Linked DNA regions of Zea mays: all the other regions are linked to region 3. The links are chromatin contacts, called in public Hi-C maps. All regions are on one chromosome and are shown on one strand. The core of a region is the stretch at or near the end of the contact, and the rest is flanking DNA. Distances in the headings are between cores, read along the strand shown. Region 1 has its middle 18 kb from the start of LOC100193576. Region 2 holds the start of LOC100193576. Region 3 holds the start of LOC100274617.

Region 1 (3,045 bases), core at 389-2,888, 160 kb after region 3:
CGGCGCTACCCGGTCTGCTATCGCCGCCACTCGAAGCCACGAGCCCTCCACGCGAAGACGCCGAGACACCACGCCGCCGCCCCAGACTGCTGAACGCCAGTTCACCAGGCCGCCCCCTGCAGGACACCGTCAAAAGGCCGCCGCAGGAGCAGACAAACCTTTGGAGAACTGTGCAACGAACTCCTTTAACAGCAATCGTGCAATGTAAAGCTTGCCGACTGCCGTGAGTGCAGCCGTTGAGGAAGAAGATTCGAATGGGGTGGAAAACTGTGTTTCTTACAAGAGACCTTGGATGTTGTTCTTTCGGTTTAGCAATGTGTGAACAGCTTGTCATTTAAGCAGCTTTGTCAATGACCATTGTCAAAATGTGCAATGTTGTTTGAGGACAGGGAGCATTTTGCAAATTAATTAGTCCACCGTCGGATGGTCATCTGAGGGACGACACAGACTGTTTGCACGATTGCACTTAAGTGCTGATTTCATATTAGTTGGCGCCAAAAATCATTTCTTTTGTTGTGATTACGTACTACGGTATCTACACATTATCTATACCGTAGAGGTAAGCTCAATGTAAAAATGGAGATTAATGGTTTGATTTACCATGTTCCAACAGGCAACCATATATATAGAGAGGCGCGGCCATGGAACTCACGTTGAAGATTTGTAGCTGCTCTCTTCAGTTTCAGTCTTCACCATTCGCCAAACTATAGCATGCTTTTATATAACACTTATTTACATGGCGCTACACACACACACACACGAAACTACAAAACTTCTCCTCCCCTGCCAATCCGAACATGGCGTTCAATGCACCATCCTCAGGCTGGGCATCTGGTGGAGCGAGCTGCTGCAACGAAGCATCCCACGGACCCGCGTCGGAGGCACCGCCGGCTGCGCCTCCGCCGCGGGCGTTGCCACCACGTCCTCTACGTCGCGCACGCCCTCTCCTGCGGCCGGCGTGGTGGCCGTGTCGCCGTCGTCCGCCCGTGCAGCATTAATCCTGATGCCATCCTCCCGAGCGGCGGCCATCAAATCCCGAAGCGGCGGCGGCGGCGGCGGCATCACCGGAGAACTGCCCACGTTCTCGACGCGGCGGTCGCGGCGGGCGCGGATACACTCCGGCCGCACGACGGGCACTATCCGGATGACGAGCCTCCCGTCGTCGGTGCGCGTCCGCCTGAGCGCGCCGCGGGCGACAAGCGACGGGATGGGCGGGGGCAGCCGGCGCCTGGGGCGGCGCCGCCCGTACGATACCCAGAATCCATCCAACTCGTCTTCCTCTTCCGCACACGCCTCGTCCCTCACCTTTGCTTCCATGTTGTCATTCTCCCCTTCCTCCTCCTTTGCTGTCCCGACGTCCTCGTCGTGGCCAAGGTAGATCCCGTCGTCGCGTCTCTCTTTGACGTCCTCACGATGGCCGCACCCGCAGCCGTGCGCGGCGACGGCCGCCCGCGTCACGACGCACCCTGCGCGGGTGCCGCCAGCGGCGTCGGGCAGGGCGAGAAGGGAGCGGAGGCCGGAGATCGGGGCGCTGAATTTCTCGGCGGGGTGGGGCGCGAACAGCAGCATGGTCGGGCGGATCGGATACTAATAAAATCTGGTCGGATGATATCCGGTGGATGGATGGATATATAGCTCGCCTAAGTCGATCGGCCGGGCGGGCGGGCGAGGAGAAGAAGAGCCCTTGTCGAGCGCGTGGTGTTCCGAGGAGGTGGGAGGGGAGATCGGCGAGCGTTTTTATACGTGGCGTGGGCCGGGTCGCGAGCGACGTCGCGGTCGCTCTTCTATCTATCTCCGGGAAGTCAGGAAGCCGAGGGCGCCCGAGCGTTCGTGACGAGACGCCTCGCCGGGCGCTTTGGCAAAACGCCCGTGCGCCCGGCCAATTAATAGCCCGCCGTCCCTCTCCCTCCGTCGTTTCGCACCTGCCCTCAACGATCGGACGGACCATGTTGCGCAGGATGGATCGCTATGGAACGGATAAACGCCATGCCATCATCGGTTGTGGCAGCAACCGTTGGGTCGGATGGCTCCATGAGCTGCAGCCTGGAATCGCTGCCCTCCGTTAGGTTTTGTTTGAGTAATCTAGTATTAATCTCAATCAACATATGTTGAGGTGGCAGGATACGGTGAGTCGGTGCTGTTGATCCGCCCGCGAGGCCGGTGTCCATCTGAAATGAAAAAGGTTTGATCGACCCGCTTCATCCGCCACCAAAGTCCGGCCTCGTCGATGAACAAGACTGCAGCTTTGGATACTGAAACCGTGAAACGCGCACAGTGCAGAGTTAGGCTCTGAATGAGAGGGGGCTCGTGATAGGCGGCTGGGTCACGGGCCACGAGTCAACCAACGGCCGGGGTCGCGCCAGGTGCGCTGAGTCTGATCGCCTGCCTGCTTGCAGAGAAGAGAACAACCGGAGCTCGTTTTTAGTATATCCCGGATTACAGTGCAGAGTTTTGCACATTTTAGAAAACAAATATCCCTCACTCACTACTTACTGAATTCTTGCCACATCAACAGTTTCTTATGTTATATATATCATTTAATGAAGATAAAATTCTGATGCTATCTCCATTTGGAAATAACTTATATCACACTAAGTTATTGTCGTTGTGGTCCTTTTTTTTAGTTAATAAATTTTTGATAAATACCTAAGATTTCTAAACCACAAAAGGTGTTTATAAGCTTAGAAAAATTCGATAAAAATCCTATAGATAGATTGAGACACGATAACTCCAAACAAAATATTTAAAAGCTCCTAAAAGCATATTTAGAAGTTTTTTTTTTAAAATAGATTTAGTTCCAACAAAATACCCCCCAAACCAAGGTAAACTCCCAAAAATCACTATAATTAATGTCTAAACAATGTTTTAAAAAACATTTCACGCCAAAAATATGTTCATGGTTAATGTATTAATGCTGGTTGTGTCTTACGTTTTTGCTGCTGGAAGCTTTCAAAAAGCATCTAGCCATTAGTTAGAATGTTTTTGAGATTTTTGGATATTTGTTACATTTTACTAGATCTAAATCTATTATTTTATTTTTTTTAG
Region 2 (2,989 bases), core at 158-2,657, 180 kb after region 3:
ATGTTGATTGATTTGCTGTAAATTGCAGGTGGCAGCATAATCGAAGCCGAGAAATGCAATTGGCGCCATCGCACTATTACTCTGCAGTTCTTCCAGCATGTGCTTAATTTTTCTCGAAGAAAAACTTGAACTGTCACCGTCACCACCAGTCCACCACCACCACCACTGAATATTTGGTAGCAAATGCGTCAACGATTCAGCTGAAAATTTTTAGCCCTTGTATAGAAAACCCAATTTTCTTTTAAAAAAATTGTATCGATGTGTGTTGGGTTTAGTACCATCAGTCCATGAGGACGTCGTCTGCCAATCATTTTTGTCCCGCACAATTATCATGCCTTAGCTGTCCTCACAATATCCTTCTTTTTTTAGACCGGATTATACTCCGTGTGCTGTTTAGTCGTTCTATTTTACAAAACTGCTGATTCTTTTTCGCCTGGAAATTCATTTGAGTGCCGCGTTCCTTGGACTATTATTTTTGCATGTGCCTGTGACTTCGTGCAGATCATTGCCAGGAAAACTGGATGTTAAGCCGTTCCGGTTGGTGTGCAAGAGAAAGTACACCGCGTGATCACCAAATGGCGGTAACTCTATCTATGCGTTGGTTGCCTGGAATAATAGTGGCCAGCTAATGATAATCCATTCCCCAGTGGAATGCAGATGTCGATTGGATGATTGGCCTTCGGCCAGCCAGGAAAAATACACTGTGCTCGTCATGCTACTCAAGGGGACCTGAGGCGTTCGGATCAGGGGGCGTGTGGTGGTTCTGAAGATTGAAATTAAGGAGCAGTCTGCAGTCGTGTGATCAAGAACGATTTGCTTTTTTTTTTTACCATTTCAATTTTCAAGGTATCTAGACTAATCTTCTTGAGTCAGCATAAGACGAGAATAAAATACAGTCTTAAATAAAACCTAGTCGGCAGTATGCAGGTCTGAAACTTTCTCCCAGAGCAATGCGTCATTGGATTGTCGTGCATGTTTGTTTGACTGTTTATTTTGAAATGGAAAACAAGTTCGGCCTGTTTCCACATAGGATGCCAAAAAGCCATGACTACGGTCTACGGCAGCAGTACAGAACAGGGAAGAAGGCGACGAGACCCAGGGCGGTCAAAACGCCAGAGATAGAAGCCATCGCCGACGTCGAATCCCGGCCGGCGGTCTGTTTCCTCCTCCTCCTGCTGCTGCTGACTGCCCGCCTCGCGCCGCGCATAGAATCCCTCGCTCTGCCTCGCCCTCGGCCTCGGCATCGCCACTCGCTTTCACGCTCCATCATCACCAATGGCTCGATGCCAAAACCGCAATTAAAAATTTCGGCTTGGGCGTATCCGTCAATACACCGAGAGGAGGAAGCCTGCCCACTACCGCGTATCTCTCTCCTCCCTGGCTCTCATCCCCCCACCGAGTCGTCGCCCCCTCGCTTTCACCCCACGCGGAAGCAAGAATTCGTCGTCAAATTCCCAGCTTGCGCGTGTTTCTGTGGATTTCTTCCCGCTTCCCTGCTCCTGCCTCCTATGGGCCTTTGATCCGGGGCTTCGTGGATCTTGGGAAGAGGAGGTGCGGTGGGCGCCTCGGCGGCGATCTGGCGGGGAGGATATGGCCAGCGGGAAGGAGCCGATCGAGGTCAGGTTTCGTCTCTTCGACGGCACGGATATCGGGCCTACGAAGTACGATCCCTCCACCACGGTCTCCTCGCTCAAGGAGTTCATCCTCGCTCGGTGGCCGCAAGGTGAGGCACTGATGAGGCTTGTTGATTTGGTAGCGTACACGCCTGTGCCGTCCCGATCTGCTGACAAGCTACGGACGCTTTTGTAATTTAGGTGCAGGGGTATTCCCCGTGTCACGAGTTTCTTGGATCATGTATTGCTAATTGCTTCTTTTGCGCTTTGTGCTCATGTCTCACGAGTGCGAGTCTTTCTCCTACCTCATGTTATTTTGCTTGTGGCGAATGGCTGCTCGTGGTATCCTTGATTTGCTTTTGTTTTCTGGATGCATGGACAGTTGAGTAGTGGGAAACTATGCTTCAATTTTCTTTTTCAGCCTAGTCCTAGAGCTGGCTATGCTTATTCAATTAGTATTAGCTTCAGCATTATGCTTCTAGTGGCTATGCCATATTCACTGATTAGGGCCTGTTTGGATGCTTCAACTATCCCTCCTTAACATACTCACTAAAAGATTCTCTCCTCTATATCTCATTCTTATCCAACATCTTCTATATCTCATCCTCCACAAATTAAATACACACATTAAAGACATATTTTATTCTAGATTTTTTACGTACCTATTTATTATACCCTTAAATAGATAGATGAGAAGAGATGAGAGTCTCTCTATATATAGAGAGGATGGAAGAGGACACCGGTGAAGCATATAGAGGAGGAAATCTTCTCTAGGGGACGCTCTACAGACTCCCGCTGGAGTCAGTCTAAGCTAGGGCTAGTTACTTGTTGGGCTAAAAACTGTCTAACTAGTTAATCAACAGCTAGTTGGAAATTTGGCTAAAAATTTAACTCAACTATTAGCTCTCCTGTTTGGATGCACAAGAGCTAACTTTTAGCTAGCTAGTAGTTAGCTAGCTTCGTTAGTATCCTATGATTGCATATTGGTTTTTTAGCTTAAAAGAAGTAACCTGTAACTGGCTATGCCATATTCTATTTTCTTTTTGGTGTATACAGAATCCTAGAACTGGCTGTGCCATATTAGCAGTTAGTGGATACTTTCCGTTCTTACTTTATGTGGTATGGAGTCTTCAACTGTGAATGTCAATTGCCAATTTGTGGCAGAAGAGGGAAAGAGCACAACTTTGGAAACAGTATATATCACACACCATAGGTGGAACTGATGGAAACAAAGGTCACCTCTTTTGTTTGCTATAAAAGAAGCAAAGTGCACAAGACCATATTAATAACTGTGGACCTTTTAAGTGATTACTTACTCTCTTCTAATCTGTAAAGGGAGTTATTATAACACTGTGGAAAGGTTTTGACATTCATCT
Region 3 (2,700 bases), core at 140-2,639:
CTGTACTATGCACAGACGCTCTGGCATGGCAGAAACTACCGGGCCGATCGATCCATCCGGCGTCGCTGCACTGCACCTCCAAGGCCACCCCGGCTAGGCGGCGGCCACGGTCTCCCCGCCGCTGCCGGACTGGTCGGAGCCGCTGGCGCCGGACACGGACGGGGCCTCCTTGATGGAGGTCAGTGAGCAGCAGGTCTTCTCCATGCGCTCGTCGTACTCGATCCGCTTCTCCCGGCACTCCTGGCTGCAGAACGCCACCTCGCCCCTGCACGACGCGGACAACAGGATCCAACTATCATGTCATTTGCACCATCTTTTTAACAAATCTTAACCTTCTACTCCATGATCCAAGGGGGGATTTTTTTAAAAAAAACCCTGCGGTAGATTTGGGATTGTGACAGCTGATTAAAGAACTGATGGGTTGGATTGGATGGTTCCAGGTGGCGATGCTTACATATCACAATCAACCAACAACTCATATGATTGGTCACCTAGTATAGTATGTCTACTTGGAGTAGAGTGATGTACTCGCTAGTGTAAAATATGCGCACCTACATGATGCATCGAACTAGTAGTTATTCGCGACAGAAGAATTGACAGGGCGGCGGAAGGAAGATTCGTATCAAATATTCCTCCCAGTAAAATAAATAAAACAGGGGGGGAATTAGATTCACACAATCCCCCGGTACGAAGTCACGAACTAGCTAGAACGAACGTGTCGAGTGGTGATGGAATGGATCGGATGGCAATTAATTAATTAATTCGCAAAAGGAATCGAAGGACTTGGACACGGAGCACAGTAATCCGATAGACCGGAAGAGATCGCAATAATCCCCCCCAACTCTAGAGTGGAAAAGTTGCAGTCCCACGTAAAAGCAGCGTGAAAAGACGGACGGACGGATTGGAGCAACCTGTAGATGAAGGTGTCGTGGCCGGGCCCGAGGCGGCGGCTGCATCGGCCGCACGCCTTCAAGAAGGCCGCCGTCTCCACCGCGGCGAATGAGCCGCCGTAGTAGTAACAGTAACCCACCGGCATGGCGCCAGCGGCTCCCGTCCCAGTGCCGGCAGCCGGCAGCGAGGCGGCGCGCCGCTCCTGGCGCCCCTGCTTCGCCGCCGACGGCACCGTCACCATGCTGGGCGTCCGCGGCAGCGCCCTGCTCCTCGGCCGCTTCCCCAGCGCCGTACCGGACTCGATTCGCTCGGCGGGCTCCATACCCCCCTCTTCTCCTGTACGCGGCCCTCCGCGCGCTGTGGTTCGAGATGGGCGAGATTTGGAGAGGTGGTGGCGGAGGGGCGAGGGAGACTGGTGGGTGCGGCCGTGCGGGGGAGGAGGGGTTTTGCGGAGGAGCGGCGCATAAAAAGGAGGCGGAGCGGAGCTGCGGAGCAGAGCAACGCATGGGATCTGGGATCTGGTCTGGACCGACCGATTTGTTGCCCCAGAAAGAATCTCTTGGATGCTTCCATCTGGCGCGCGAAATGGTCCGCCGTCTGTGACTTTTAACCCGCGGTTTACGGCTTCCGGCTGTAAATTCTGCTGTTTACACCTGTGCTGTGCTGTGTCGGGCGCCAGTTGTGGGCAATGTGCATCTGACAGTGGCAGCAGCTGCGCAAATACTTTTGTATCACTGCGCTGCGTATGTTGCAAGGCCTGCTTTTTTTATCATAAATAAACATATTGGACACGGGATAGGACAACAGGGGACTATCGATTGCTATGATACAGTTTGGGACCATCCAATCGAAGTAGGAAAGAATTCAGGTGCCGTTTGGTTCACATATTTGTAACGTAATGGGTAACGGATAACGTTAAATCATGTTTGTTTTAGTCCAACCGTAATCAGATACCACACTAAAATTTGATACCAGCCTATTCAAATTTGTTACCGCCAGTAATCGAGCCGAAACCATTACCATTACCATTTGCGTTACATTTTTTGAACCAAACAGCACCTCAGATAGGATTTTTATATAGGGTGTGCCACAACAAAATTAAAATGACGATCTCTATCTTCAATTTTCCTATTTGGGAATTTATGTGCAAATGGTTGAAATGGATCTCTAATAATAATAATATATGCTCTTCGAATTGCATCATGATCATTAGCATGGTAGTTTGCAATATGTTGCCTTCACTTGGATCATGTGGAAGACGGCTGGCATCATAAAGTGTTGGCGGTGGTGGTGCAGATACCATTGGATTCACAATAATTTCTTCATTTATTCTCTCTTCCTCTTGTTTTTTAGTGTCGACACAATAAACTTATGTTTCTTAGCAGCATGATTGAAAAAAAGGCAATATCTTCCTGCTTCTTCATATTTTAGTCACTAGTGAATCAGCCGAGAGGCGCGATGTACTTGCGCACACCTGTACGCGGGGAAGGGCACCTCCGCGCGAGCGTTAGTGAGCGCAGGCAGTAGGCGTTGCATGCAAGCCTTGCAGGATGCCGTTGCAAGATGTAGTTGCTTGAAGTCTTGAAGACCGAGCAAGATGCGTTGCAGACTTGCAACCTTTGCAGGACCGGAGGGGTGAAGGCTTTGGAGCCGACTGAGCAGGATGCTGGTGGCCATACGCCAGCCGCCAGGAACTGAGGAACAACCGCGCACAGTGCACTCGCCAGGAACTGGGAACAGGAAGCCCATTAGCCGAACGCTCGGGAGGGAACGTCGGGCGTCAGCTGAACAGGCGAACCAGGTGGCCGG

Evidence for each region. A called contact is a pair of places that touch in the nucleus more often than the background predicts.
Region 1: a Hi-C map of leaf shows a contact between it and region 3, with 5 times the contacts expected there. The contact joins the enhancer-like site here to the promoter of LOC100274617 in region 3. A contact is called at or near these places in 3 of 25 Hi-C or Micro-C datasets (endosperm, leaf and tassel).
Region 2: a Hi-C map of endosperm shows a contact between it and region 3, with 3 times the contacts expected there. The contact joins the promoter of LOC100193576 here to the promoter of LOC100274617 in region 3. A contact is called at or near these places in 3 of 25 Hi-C or Micro-C datasets (ear, endosperm and tassel).

Annotation. Positions count from the first base shown.
Region 1 is chr4:186,340,608-186,343,652 of Zm-B73-REFERENCE-NAM-5.0, forward strand. No RefSeq gene overlaps it. Among protein-coding and RNA genes, the nearest start is that of LOC100193576, 18 kb to the right of the region's middle. Within about 2 kb of position 1,639, at least 6 of the 20 cell types and tissues checked have an H3K27ac peak or open chromatin away from gene starts, as enhancers often do. A contact at or near this core is called in endosperm and leaf, where this site is marked.
Region 2 is chr4:186,359,092-186,362,080 of Zm-B73-REFERENCE-NAM-5.0, forward strand. LOC100193576 reads left to right here and starts at 1,408. Exons shown (of 2, transcript NM_001138684.1): 1 at 1,408-1,723. The coding sequence starts at 1,591.
Region 3 is chr4:186,181,196-186,183,895 of Zm-B73-REFERENCE-NAM-5.0, forward strand. It overlaps LOC100274617, which reads right to left and starts at 1,390. Exons shown (of 2, transcript NM_001148961.2): 1 at 912-1,390; 2 at 1-265. The coding sequence starts at 1,213. The coding sequence ends at 94.